Linked DNA regions of Macaca mulatta: region 1 is linked to region 2. The links are chromatin contacts, called in public Hi-C maps. All regions are on one chromosome and are shown on one strand. The core of a region is the stretch at or near the end of the contact, and the rest is flanking DNA. Distances in the headings are between cores, read along the strand shown.

Region 1 (6,771 bases), core at 2,530-5,029, 140 kb before region 2:
AACCAAAAGCCAGTTCTTTAAAAACACTATTAAAACAGAAAAAAACCTTGCAAGGAAGATGGAGACAAAGCATACTAAATATAATGAACAACATTAGAAATTATTAAGAAAACATAATAAGGTAACATAGTTGTTTCAAATATTAAAGTATATTAAAGTTTATCAATGCCTATTAGGGAAAGACTGAGGTGTTTTAACTTAATGCAAACTCAGAAAATCCAACAGCTCAAGGTGGCTACCAAAAATGCTAATGCAAAGTTAAACTGTAGAACAAACAGCCAAGGAGAAGGGGAACATTTTTAGAGTAGTTAATTATGTTTGGTTCTGAGCATCACAGATAAAGAAGGACCTAATAACTGTGAGATGACCATGCTAAAGAATGCTCTGGAACAGTATGTTGTATGAGGAAATGTTGGGAAAAAATGAAGGATATTGATATTTAGCCTAGAAAACATAAGAAAATTTTAATGAGCTTTCTTTAAATAGTATCTATTTGTCATGTAAAAGACATAAAAGAGAAAGAGAGCTACAGACAGACAGGAAGTGGGGGACTATGACAGGCAAAAATAAAAGTAATGAAAGGCAACTTCATCTCAAAATCAACAAACGTTAATTTGTTTGGATGCCCAACAAAAGAAGAAACTGCCTTATGAAATTAGAGACTCTCCCCCCTTCCATCATTAGAAATGGTGAAGTATAAACTACATAATTATCTGTCAGGAACATCAAACAGTAGGTTTCAGTGCAAAGAACAATATTAGAAACTACCTGAAATACTGTATACAAAATTTTAAAATTCTTTATAAGCATACACCCTCATATCTTTACAGTAATGGTAATATATTATTTTTATTGCAATGGAATTGTGTATTTTTGTATATAATATTTCAAGCACAGAAAAAAAGAATAACAAATGACTATGTTCCTTTAACCCAGGTTAAGAAATATTAAATTTAATTGATTTCCTAATTAATACATTCATTTTACACTTTTCATTAGTTAATTTCATTTTGAAGATTTTGAGGATTCTACATTGCTTGCTAAATACATTTTGTTTTTTAAGAGGAACACAAACACTTTTTAGGAACTCAAAGATTTTTATACTACAAATTTCGGATCATTCACACTCAACTTCAATAGCCTCAAAGACTATATATACCTTTATCCTCATGACTTTGTTTTTTTGGTTTTTTGTTTTTTTGTTTGTTTTTGGTTTTTTTTTTTAGAGACGGAGTTTCAGTCTTGTTGCCCAAGCTGGAGTGCAATGGTGCGATCTTGGCTCACGGTAACCTCTGCCTCCCGGATTCAAGCAATTCTCCTGCCTCAGCCTCCCAAGTAGCTGGGATGACATGTGCACGCCACCATGTCTGGCTAATTCTTTGTATTTTTAGTAGAAATGGGGTTTCACCATGTTAGTCAGGCTGGTCTCGAGCTCCTGACCTCAGGTGATTCGCCTGCCTTGGCCTCCTAAAGTGCTGGGATTACAGGCGCGAGCCACCACACCTGTAATCATACTCATGACTTTTATCTTTGTTTTGGTTGTCTATATACAAAATACACCTCTGTCCTACTATCCCTCATCTTTCTTTGCTATGACCTCCAACTCTAACAGCATTCAATAAATTCCTGTTTTTGTCTATCAACTCTTTTTCTCTGTCTATATTTTAAAAACCAACCCATCTCAACTATCTTCCCTGCGCAGCATTCCCCTAACCAATATAATAGCACAAGAGAAGTTTGAAAAACGTTTTCCTACTGTTTCAGATGTGTATGTCTTCTACACCAAGAAGCATGACCTTTCCCTCACCCAACCTCAAACACATTAATCAAAATTGATTTCTTTCTACTATTATCATTTTGTCAATCATAGTGAAATTGTTTACTGAGATGAAACACACACAAAAAATGTTGTTTCTATAATCAATAAAATACATGTTGTTTTTTTTTAATCCAAGCAACACTGTCAAAAGGCAACAAGTAAGGAACAGTTCCTGCCCCTGAAACATGAGTGTGGCTTCTATTACAGCTGGCCCCCAGTTTTAAAGTATACAACCATGTAGCAATAAGTGACCAAACTTTCAGAAATTAGAGAACTGGAAGTCCCATCTAAAAGTAACACTTTATGGTTACAGAAAGAGCCTGCTGCTTGACTTCTAAAGAGGGAGGGAAAGAGCAGAGAGCTGCCTAACATAATTCCTTTCTTTGATACACTTCTCTAAGCTATCTCACTACCACTCTTCACTTGACTCTGCTATTCAACTCTTCACACCCACCCTCCAAAAATTATTACAATCAGTAATGTATCTCTGGCCATACTGATACGAATGAACACACATATTGGCATTTCTTTATAAGCATATACCTTCGTATCTTTACAGCAATGGTATTATTTTTATTGCAATGGAATTTTGTATTTTTGTATACAATATTTCAAGTGTAGAAAAAAAGAATAACAAATGACTGTGTTCCTTTAACCCAGGTTAAGAAATATTAAATTTAATGGAATTCCTAATTAATACATTCATTTTAGACTTCTAAAATTCACTTTATTAAAATAATAAACTTAAATATAGAGAAATGGAAAGAATAAGGGTGGAAGTAGAAAAATTGACCAAGTTACATGTATAAATATACATTATCTAATGTATGTCAATGAGCCATATTTGAAAACATAAGCACTCTGATTTGTAAAGGTGAATTCAAAGTGGTAAATTTAAACTTAAACTTTATACTTAAGTGAGGTTACAAAATGTCATCTCTCCGCATGTACCAGTTGGTGTCACTACAACTGAGAATATACTAACAGACTATAATGAAAAGAGATCTAAAACTGATTTCTATGTAATATGAACATATTGTATGCATGAGTAATAATCACATATGAAGTCCACCGTTAGTTCATTTCAATTCAAATGTGAAGGAATTTTGAGAAGATGAAAATTACATTTTAAAAAATACCAAATCCAAATGTGGCATTCAAAATCTCCTGAATATTAACATTAAACGATCTACCAATCCTGTTTTCATTAGAACTAAAAACAAACACATTTTTTAAAACTTACCAATGGTGAGAGAAAAATATAAAGCCTGGGGGGTAGGTGTCACAGAAAAAGGACCTGAATCTCTTACCTGTGGGCAGCTTGACACTGTGAAAAGGACTTCCTCTTCTGTAAACCACTGCTACTTAGTTCATTTGTATAAACATTAAAAGCTAATGCAGACTTCTAGGTAAGCCTTCTTGAGTCTAAATTTCTTGTTTGATTCATATTCATTAAAAATAAAAAAGAATATAGTAGGTTGGCTACATATTAAAATTCCTTTCAAACAGTGGTTCACATCTGTTGGGTAGTTTGTGCAGCATACATCCCATTTACCACAAAAGCCAAAAAACGTCAGACAATATGTCAATGAAGCTCACAGAACACACAGAGTATATCTTCAAAATGACTATTTCAAGTGAAAATGCCTAGAATCAGAATTCTTTGTACTGCTTTCTATGCTGCCAACTATTAGGTCTGCAGCAACTGTGTGCAGTTAAGTACCTCCCACATATTACCCAATAGTATCAATAGGCATAAATCTATAAAAGAACTAAAAGCTTAAAAGGCTTATAGCTTCTCACTATTTCACATATTCACTGTCAATTGTGGTCTCACTACTGCTATTCTAATGTATCAACTCTGTTCTTTCAGTCCAAAAGGCTTAATTCTTATACATTCCAAACAGAAAAATCCATGACACATTTTATTTGCTGCCCCAGCACAGCCAGACTGCAGTTACAGCTAGCTGGCGCCAGTAAGAACAATTTACATAAAGCAGTCCTCATTTCATGACCAAACTAAAGGGGAGTACTGCTGAGTAAACCCTCCCCATTTGTTCCCCAACATGTACTGACTGGTTCTAGAATATATCTAGTTATCTACTTACTAATATAATTCAAATCCAGGTAATAAAAGAAAACCAATTTATAATTCTTATATAACTGAAATTCCACCCCCCACCACAAGAAAAATATTTTTAACTCTCAGAAATATTCAAAAGCCTTAGCTTACTTATGGCACAGACCACGTAAATTCAATGGCTGCTGTTTAACAATCATTAAAAATTTTACAAATTATAATTCACATTACCTAAAAGCTATCCTCATTCTACTCTACAACTCCCTTTCAAATTTTAACTAATCAATTAAATAGTAAACATCATTAAGTAGATTTGCTCTTATAAGTATATTGTTTAACATTTCACCAAATAATAAGAATTGTGTACCTTCAAGTATCACTATTATGATGGTTAAACAATTCAACACATTTACCACTAGTTAATATTACCAAAGCATATGCTCAGTACCAAAACCTAGGCATATTAAATTAAGAACGTCTTCACAAGAAAATATTCTGTCTGTGCCACATTCTTTTCAAACCTGTATCATTCATGTATTGTTTTCACTGGCCAGATATGACAAGGCAAGAGTTGAGTCATTATCTGTAAGGCCTTTTTTTAAAATTTTTATTTAGTTTGTAGTTAATTTATGATCTATTAATATCTAATTCTACTCCATTACCATTTTCATTAAGGCTATAGATATATTAAATTTCATTTAAAAATAACAATCCAGAAACTAATTTAGTCCCACATCTGAAATAATAAAATGAAAAGAAGTACTTAAAATGCTAACTAGGGGTTATCCAAAATATTTCCCGTATTTCTAAATCTTATTTTCAGCTATCTTCAACATAATTCTTAAGTTACCCCTATTACATAAAAAAGATAATGGGGCTATAAATGAGGGGACTCATAAAGTTATTATTTATCAATACAAATGGTAGAACTTATACAGACAATCAAAAATATTACCCAGGTTATCAACGATAAATTTCCTCAAACAACTATATTCTCTTCTCAGGATCTATGACCCACCAGCAGCAGATGAAGTGATGGGAACAAACATCATGATTTAATTTCATGCAGTGTACACCATATCAATTAACTCTTGGTTGGAGGAAAGGTCTTATATCAAAAGAGCTTTCTAAGTACCATATACTGATCATAAAATATGAGTTGAGAAAAAAATATTAGAAATAATCTAAGTATTGAGAACCGAATCTAGAAGTTAAAAATTTTAAAAAGAAATCACTTATTACATACCTTATAGTTTTAATTTTGCTCTCTTCCTACTTGTATCATGCATCCAACCATGAATAAAAGTATTTGAAAATCAAAAGACCTAAAATCATTCAGTCCAACATAAAATACAGTGTAAATAACATGGATGTAAATATTTTTAAGCCAAATAAGCTAATTACTTGACAGTGAATTAATTCATCAAAAGAAGCTGAAAATCTCCACAACACGCTTACTAAAACTACTAACAATGGCAACTGTTGATCTAGCTCACTGCTCAAATGAATACAGTAAAGACTGGTGTTTTATTTTCAACCCACTATAGATCAATGCTGTTGTAAAATATGGTGGCAATGAATTACTTGAAAAATGAAATTTAAAATAGGCATATAAAATATGAGTCTTAATTGTTTTGACTCAATCGCATAAAATTACATTATCAGATTGATGTAAAAATTTCTATAAACTCTCAATTTCAGTTATCTCACAGAGGACCAAAAGCAAACAGTTCTCAGACTGATCACAGGCCACATTTTGAGTAGTGCTCATCTAGCTCTTAGATACCTATTCTACCCTACCCCACAGCATTCATAATCCCTAAGTATCTGCAACCTTCTCTTGAATTTATTGTCTGTGTCTTCCCACTCCCTCCACAGTGTAAACTCCCTGAGGGAGAGCAAGGATCTTATATGCTAAGCATCAAACAGTACCTGGCAAATAATAGGTGCATAATAAATAGCTGTTAAATTTGTTGAGTAATTGATCAATTCACAGTCTGTTTTAGTTTTCACTCTACCATGCTGCCTTTGCACAAGTAAGAATTCTTATTTTGTCCCCTTTAGACTCTTCGAAGTCTTCACTTGGAGATTCTAAACACCCTGCTCTCTGACATTTTTACTGTAAATCAGCCAGGTCCCTAAAAATGCCCTCTCCCTAAAGATCAGTTTCCAAACTACCCAGTAGACCAGATTTCTCCCAACCCCATTCTTCCTGAAATAATGATTTTTAAAAGAAAAAAACAAAGATCCGTGCTAAAGGGAATCTTGTGAAACAAACGCAACCAATACTTAATTTGTGCTACACTTCACTAGTCGCTTTATATTTGTTATCCTCATTTAAACCCTAATATTAGTTCTTTATGATAAACATTATTCCCATTTTAAAAACAAGAAAAACTGAGGTTCTGAAAATAAGTAACTTGCCTCATTCCATAAAAATACCTAAGACTTGGCCAGCCGTGGTGGCTCACACCTGTAATCCCAGAACTTTTGGAGGCCGAGGCAGGCGGATCACTTGAGGTGAGGAGTTCGAGACCAGCCTGGCCAACATGGTGAAACCCTGTCTCTACTAAAAATACAAAATTAGCCAGGCATGGTGGCGCACGCCTATAATTCCAGCTACTTAGGAAGCTAAGGGAGGAGAACTGCTTGAATCCGGGAGGCGGAGGTTGCAGGGAGCTGAGATTGCACCATTGCACTCCAGCTTGGGCAACAAAAGCGAAACTCTGTCTCAAAACAAACAAAATACCTAAGACTTATTGAACACATAATCATAAATAGGTACTGTACTTTGAACACTATATATCCATTTTTCAGATAACCTATAACTAATGAGAGGAAGAACATGGATTCACCCTGACTCTGTTTGACT
Region 2 (7,521 bases), core at 1,079-3,578:
GGAGCTGTTTTCCTGGTTACAGACATTGTTCTGGAAAGCAGGCTGGGTTGCCATGGTGACGGCTCCCGGGGCCTCGCCCTGCCCCTCTCCACCCCGCTTGCTTGTGTTGCCTGCTGGTACCCCGCCAGGCCCGATTTCAAATGTTCCTCCCCGCACAGCACGGAAATGGCAGGGAAATTCTAAACTCTTTTTCCCAGATGGCCTCTGAGGCCGAAAGGCAGGGAAAAAAAAAAAAAAAATCCCTGTCAGACTGTTCTGAATTGTCCTTGAAAAAAACAGTCATTAGATTGAAAGCTTGTTGAAGGCAGGAACCAACCATGTTCTCATCACTGAACCAATTCTTCCCCTCTCGCTATGACCATCTTCCCCCAGCCGGAAGTAGGCTGACACGTAGTAAGATCTGAAAAAGGGTTTATAACCCGTTGCCAGTGAGGTGGCGGGTATAGCATCAGCTTAGATGTATGGATTTTGGAGCCAGAATCTTTGCCTGCCACATTAGAGATGTGTAACGTGGTAAAGTACCAAATCATTCCAAACTTCATTTTCCTCATCTCTGAAATGGGGACATTAATTCCTAACTCGGAAATGTACGGTGTGTGTGTTATAATTTAAGATATGAAACACTCGGTACTGCCTGGTTTATAGTGAGCTCTCAGTATTATGGTTATTACTGTTTTTTTTTTAAATTTATTTTTGTTTTAATTTTTTTGAGATGGAGTCTCACTCTGTCGCCCAGGCTGGAGTGCTGTGGTGCAATCTCGGCTCACTGCAACCTCTGCCTCCCTGGTTCAAGCAATTCCCCTGCCTCAACCTCCCGAGTAGCTGGCATTACAGGCGAACACCATCACGCCCAGCTAGTTTTTGTATTTTTTTTAGTAGAGACGGGGTTTCACCATGTTGGCCAGACTGGTCTCAAACTCTTGACCTCAGGCAATCCGCCCGCCTTGAACTCCCAAAATTCTGGGATTACAGGCGTGAGCCACGGCACCCGGCGGTTATTACTGTTATCCTATCCAGCCTACTGCATCTTCATGTGGGGCAATTCATTGTCCCCTACCAAAAAAGAAACAAATCCTAAAAGAAAGACCTAGCAGAATCCCCAGCAGTCCAGGTTTAATAGTGAGTGAAATAGATGTAGAAGAGCTTCATGAGTTACTTACTTGTGTAATAAACATTAAATAGAAAATGTCAGCAACATGTTTCGTGTGTTTGATTTTCGCACATTAATAATGCAGAGTGGATTGTGTTCCAATTTTCCATCTATGTATCTATGGTAAAGGAATAAAATAGCATTTTCACATCTTTCAGCTGACCTTCTTCCTTTTCCCTTCCCCAGTCTCTTAGGAGTATTTCTGAAACCTACAGCCCTGCTTGTAATTGAGCCTGTGCATGGGAGAGCTGTAAGCTCCGTGCCCTGCCCCCCAGCTCGCACCAGGGCTGACTTCCAGTCAGAGAAGCCCTGGGTCTGGAGGCACTTAATTAGTGCCTCTGGAAGATTCTAAACATCTTTGGACACTTAGGGGAGAGGGAATTTACACACACACATTGTCCCACCAGGCCGACCTGGACTTTGTGTAGAACTCCTAGGAATTTTTGGTGGGGAAGGGCTGTACTGGTTCGGGAAGGTTCTGAGCCAAGCTTGGCCGCAGGCAGTGCACACCCTCCACAGCTGCAGGCCACAGTTCAGTCTACTAGACAGTGTTAGAGGAGCCATTTCAGGGTGGGACTGATCAGATCTTGGGAGCTTCTGGCACTTGGGGGAAGGGAGCGGAGGACAGGATTATCATTCCATTGTTACCTAATACTGCTGTGTCTCTCAGTTGAGAAAGGCATGTACGGCTTGTATGTATTTCTGGACGCAGGTGAAAAGAGAATGTTGACAGTATTGGGTATGGCTACTGCCATTTCATGCATAGGGCTGAAGGAGGTCTGATAATTACTTGTACAAGTGCCACTTGTATGTGGGGCGCTCCCACAAAGCCTATGTTCAGTGTATTTTGAGGTTGTGCAATAATGCAGCAAAGCTGTTGGAAAGGTGGTGTGAACTGCAGGGTGTGAAGTGCTGTTCCCTCTCCTTCAGACCCTCTCGCACATTTCCCCCCCTCCCCCCCACCAGGCACACACATTAAACTACGGGAGACACATAATCTTCCCCTCCCCCAACATTGCAGCCAGCTTTCTCTGAAAACTGATACCCTGAGGCCCTTTTTCCCTTACCAGCCGCAATTAGGAGCAGCAAGACAGAAAATGCGGACTGGATTATGGCACAGAGACAGTGCTGTGTGATTTCTCTTTCTGGAAGAGGCCACTGTCCATGCTCCAGGCCTTATATTTTATCTCACTTTGCCACTACAGGAAGCAGCTTTAGGCTCCAGCGAGTCCAGGCCAAATCCAGGTCTTTCTGTGAAGTCCATGCTGGATTTTCTGTTTCACCCTAGTGAAGTCTCTGCCGAGGCTGTTGTTCTCAATCCAGCTCAGAAACTGGCTCAAACCGCCCTGAACTGGATTTGGTGGCTGTTGAGACACAGTTTCTGCCTCTTTGTTAGGGCGGATCCGGCCTCATTCGCGCTTCAGTTTCCCTCCCTCCTGTTTTCCCAGAGTCATCTACAGCCATTCCCCTCCCCCGGCCTCTCCAGTTTGGCATTTCTTTTTTTTTACCCTTCCCTGGGCCAAGACCCCATAAAGCAGATTAAATTCTTTAATAAAAAAGTGGATTTAGATTGTAAACCTTCTGCTTTTATTACATTAAGTTCTGCTTTCCTCAAAGTTGTTATCTAACCAGTTGACATGGTGCCCTTAAAATCTTGGCTCGCATCCCAACCTAGAAATAACTTTAATTTTCACTCTGGATGGGAATAACTTTAAATTTCCCATCAAAGACTGAAGGGCTTTGGTGTAGTACATTGTTCATTTCCGTTTTGTAACCATATTTAAATTAAAACAATTTATTCATTCCTTTGCTGAGAAGTGACAAACATAGTATGTATAGAATTTTTAAAAGTCACCTATACTGGCTTGTCTATTGCAACTGTGCAATTCCTAGAGGAAGAACTAAAGGATTGGGATGTTTTTGGTTTTCGAACCTGTAATTGTAACCCTGAATCCGAGTCCATGAATTGTACAGTGACGAAGGCTGTTGGGGGAACGCATGGGGACAATTCCTGACAGAATGCCGGTGGACACAAAACTGGGAATGTGACGAAATAAGGAGGATACAACAGGCCTGGGCTTTTGCAAGTTCTCTTTATAGAAAATTTAAGCATTTCTTACGTTTTGGAACTAGATAGAGGTGACGGTTCCGTAACACTGTGAATGAGGTAAATGCCACTTAATTGCACCCTTTAAAAGGGCTAGTTTTATGTTATGCGGATTTTGCTTCAATAAAAAAAGGGGCTTTGTTTCAAGAATGTCTCATTTTCTTTTTGTGTTTTTTGAAAATTCAGAGAAGAGACAGATAATAAGCAACCCTAATCTGGGTGTGGCTTCGTTGGGAGCTTCACGACTCTCTGGTCTCCCTCTGCTGGCCAAACTGCGCAACATGTCACCATGTCCCAAGGCCTCTTGAGAATGTCTCAATTTTATGTCGAAGCACAAATGCAAGGCTACGTTACTAAGAATCACTCTCCAAACCTGGTTTCATGTTCATTTTATGTGTGCAATGTACTGAAAAAGGAATCACATGTTTTGCTTCGATGATGTTACATAGGATTAATTATATATTAACGATTTAAAATTTGCCCCAAAGTCTCAAAACAGAAACAAAACCGTTGTCATTTCCCCTGAGCTTAAAACTAGAGTGAAATTGCTCATTTAAGTGTTTAGTTTCAGTAGAGCATAAAGCCCTGGAAAAAAACCAATTACAACAGTAGATCTGGAAAAGCTAATTTTATACGCAGGAGGGGAGGAGTTGGCTTTGTCTAGTGAGTCAGTACGCTCAGAAGGATGTGGGTGCAGGTTTGGGCTAAGATAATCTTCAAAATGTATGTTAAAAAGATGTGAATTCATCAGTTGAATTTGTTTTTGTGAGCTTTAAGAGTCATAAATGATTGTGGGAAGGCATGCAGTATATGCTACATGGGATTTTCCAAAATGTTTGGTATCAAAGGGGATTCAAGAGGGGTAGAGGTCAAGCCATCCAAACTGGCCCTCTGATTCTTAGAGTTGCTTTTAGTTTAGGATCTTAGCATTTTTCACTCCACGTGCTTGAAATCTCCCCACCCCTGCCCCGCCGATATTCCTTCCTCCTTTCACTGTCCCCTGAGTTCCTCCTACCCTCTGGTCAAGATTTGCCTTCCTCAGAGGCCTTCCTGAACGCTTGGTCCAAAGTAAATTCTTGTATCTTCTTATCGTCTTACATGGCAACCTCTTTTTTTCTGTTGTAGTACCACTGTAACTTACAATTATATATATTTGTTTTCTTGTATATTGACTCTCCCCCTTCACTGGCAACTAGCTTTTCAAGTCCCCTAAGGCCATGTCTATGTGGTCAAAACTGTATAACAAGCACAGGACCTGGCAAAATGTTAGCAAGGAGCAAATATTTGTTGAACAGATGAGTTAAATTCAAATATTATTTCTCTGGTCCCAGTCTACTACTTTCTGGATTCTTCTTTTATACCATGTAGTTCTTTTAAGACTCAGTCTGTTTTCTTTTCTTTCTTTCTTTCTTTTTTTTTTTTTTTTGTTGAGACGGAGTCTTGCTGTGTCTCCCAGGCTGGAGTGCAGTGGCGCGAACTCGGCTCACTGCAAGCTCCGCCTCCCGGGTTCGCGCCATCCTCCTGCCTCAGCCTCCCCAGCAGCTGGGACTACAGGCGCCCGCCAGCATGCCTGGCTATTGTTTTTTTGTATTTTTAGTAGAGACGGGATTTCAACGTGTTAGCCAGGATGGTCTTGATCTCCTGACCTCGTGATCCGCCCGCCTTGGCCTCCCAAAGTGCTGGGATTACAGGCGTGAGCCACTGGGCCCGGCCAGCAAGACTCAGTCTATTTTCTTACTCTTGTGAACTTTCAGGAACAACTGATTTATTTCAAGATTTCTCTTTACATAATGAGAGCTACTAAGTAGAATGGAATCTTCACAACTTCTGGGGGGTACCAGAACAGATGCCCAGAAAGGGAGTACCATGGCCATTACCAGCACATCAGACAAGGGTAGGGTTCAAACAGGGAGGCCTGTGGCAATCCCTCCCCTATGTCTGGAGCTGAGGGGACAGGGGGAGCTGAGAACAAAGGAAAGAAGAGAAAAATGGCTGCAGAACAGGCGGGGAGCATGGTCTTCTTGCCCCATCTTCCTCAGGGGTTGCGGGGTACAGAGTTGGTGGTGGCCCATCCCGTCAGGTCTCACTGCCCCTCGGAAGAGGCCACAGTCCTTCAGGTTGTTCTTGATGATCACGTCGGTGATGACATCAAACACCAACTATGTTCTTGGTATCGGTGGCACATGTGAAGTGTGTGTAGATCTCCTTGATGTCTTTGTGCTTATTCAGGTCCTCAAACTTACTCTGGATGCAGCTGGCTGCCTCATCATACTTGTTGGCCCCTGTGTACTCAGGGAAGCAGATGGTCAGGGGTTGTGTGTGATCTTCTCCTCGAACAGTTCCTGCTTGTTGAGGAAGTAGATGATGGACGTGTCTGTGAACCACTTGTTGCAGACGCTGTCAAACAGCTTTTATCCCCTAAGAGAAGACACGCTGGTCCTATAATTCTTAAGAATCTGTGTTTTCTCATCTGTAGTACTTGATTTTACTCTGAGATGGAATTCAACTTGGGTTTTGGTTTCTGAGTCTGGAGTCATGCACATGGTTCTCCCCTTCCTACCTTTATCAAAACTGTCCCTATCACCACAGGGAAAGAATTTACCAATTCCTCCTTTAAGAAAGTATCCTGGCGGCCAGGCCCAGTGGATCATGCCTGTAATCCCAGCACTTTGGGAGGCCGAGGCAGGTGGATCACCTGAAAGTCAGGAGTTCAAGACCAGCCTGGCCAACATGGAGAAACCCTCGTCTCTACTGAAAATACAAAAATTAGCCAGGGGTGGTGGCAGGCGCCTGTAATCCCAGCTACTCAGGAGACTGAGACAGAATAATTGCTTGAACCTGGGAGGTGGAGGTTGCAGTGAGCTGAGATCATGCCATTGCACTCCAGCCTGGGCAACAAGAGCAAAACTTCATCACTCTCAGACACACACACACACACACACACACACACACACACACACACAGGCTGGGCATGGTGGCTCACGCCTGTAATCCCAGCACTTTGAGAGGCCAAAGTGGGCCGATCACGAGGTCAGGAGATTGAGACCATTCTGGCTAACACAGTGAAACCCTGCCTTTACTAAAAACACAAAAACTTAGCTGGATGTGGTGGCACGCACCTGTAGTCCCAGCTAGCCAGGAGGCTGAGGCCAGAGAATTGCTTGAATCCAAGAGGCAGAGGTTGCGGTGAGCCAAGATCGTGCCACTGTACTCCAGACTGGGTGAGAGAGTGAAGCTCTATGTCAAAAAAAAAAAAAAAAAAAAAAAGTATCCTAGCGGGGCAAGCTGGTTCATGCCTGTAATTCCAGCTGAGGTGGGTGGATCACTTGAGGTCAGGAGTTTGAGACCAGCCTGGCCAACATGGCAAAACCCTGTCTCTACTAAGAATACAAAAATTAGCTGGGCATGGTGGTAGGTGCCTGTAATTTGAGCTACTAGGAAGGGGATGCAGGAGAATCGCTTGAACCCGGGAGGCAAAGGTTGCGGTAAGCTGGGATCGCGCCACTGCACTCCAGCCTGGGCGACAGAGCAAGACTCCGTCTCAAAAAAAAAAAAAAAAAGGATTCTACTTCTGGCCAGAGGCTCATCTGAGCAGAGATTTAATGCCACAGAATTTCAAGTAGGCAATTTGCATCCCTGAAAACCTTCAGGGGAGAGAGAGAGAGAGAGAGAGAGAGAGAGAGAGAGAGGCTACCAATTCAATGGATTTCAGCCCAACACAAGAGTAATGTCTTTGGGGCTGTTTTTCTTTTTTCTTTTTTTTGAGATAGGGTCTCACTCTGTCACTGATGCTAGAGTGCAGTGGCCTGATCCTGGTTCCCTGCAGCCTTGACTTCTGGGCTCAAGCGAACCTCTCACCTCAGCCTCCAGAGTAGCTGGGACTATAGGCATGCACCACCACACTTGGCTATTTTTTTCTATTTTTCTTTTTGAGACAGGATCTCACTTTGTTGCCCAGGCTGGAGTGCAGTGGTGCAATCTCGTCTCACTGCAAACTCCACCTCCCTGGTTCAAGTGATTCTTCTGCCTCAGACTCCCGAGTAGCTGGGATTACAGGTGCCTACCACCAAGCCTGGCTAATTTTTGTATGTTTAGTAGAGATGGGGTTTCGCCATGTTGACCAGGCTGGTCTCGAACTCATGACCTCAAATGATCTACCCCCCTGGGCCTCCCAAAGTGCTGGGATTACAGGCATAAGCCACCACACTTGGCCTATTTTTGTTCTGTTTTTCACAGAGACAGGGTCTCTCTGTGTTGCTCTGGC

The links. Hi-C and Micro-C count contacts between places; a contact is called where the count stands out from the background.
Region 1: a Hi-C map of fetal cortex germinal zone shows a contact between it and region 2, with 2.4 times the contacts expected there. The contact joins two enhancer-like sites. A contact is called at or near these places in 2 of 14 Hi-C or Micro-C datasets (fetal cortex germinal zone and fetal cortical plate).

The regions. Positions count from the first base shown.
Region 1 is chr11:16,838,994-16,845,764 of T2T-MMU8v2.0, reverse strand. All of the region lies in intron 1 of ATF7IP (activating transcription factor 7 interacting protein), which reads right to left. Among named protein-coding and RNA genes, the nearest start is that of ATF7IP, 28 kb to the right of the region's middle. Within about 2 kb of position 3,779, at least 22 of the 40 cell types and tissues checked have an H3K27ac peak or open chromatin away from gene starts, as enhancers often do. A contact at or near this core is called in fetal cortex germinal zone and fetal cortical plate, where this site is marked.
Region 2 is chr11:16,698,983-16,706,503 of T2T-MMU8v2.0, reverse strand. No RefSeq gene overlaps it. Among named protein-coding and RNA genes, the nearest start is that of ATF7IP, 110 kb to the left of the region's middle. Within about 2 kb of position 2,328, at least 34 of the 40 cell types and tissues checked have an H3K27ac peak or open chromatin away from gene starts, as enhancers often do. A contact at or near this core is called in fetal cortex germinal zone and fetal cortical plate, where this site is marked.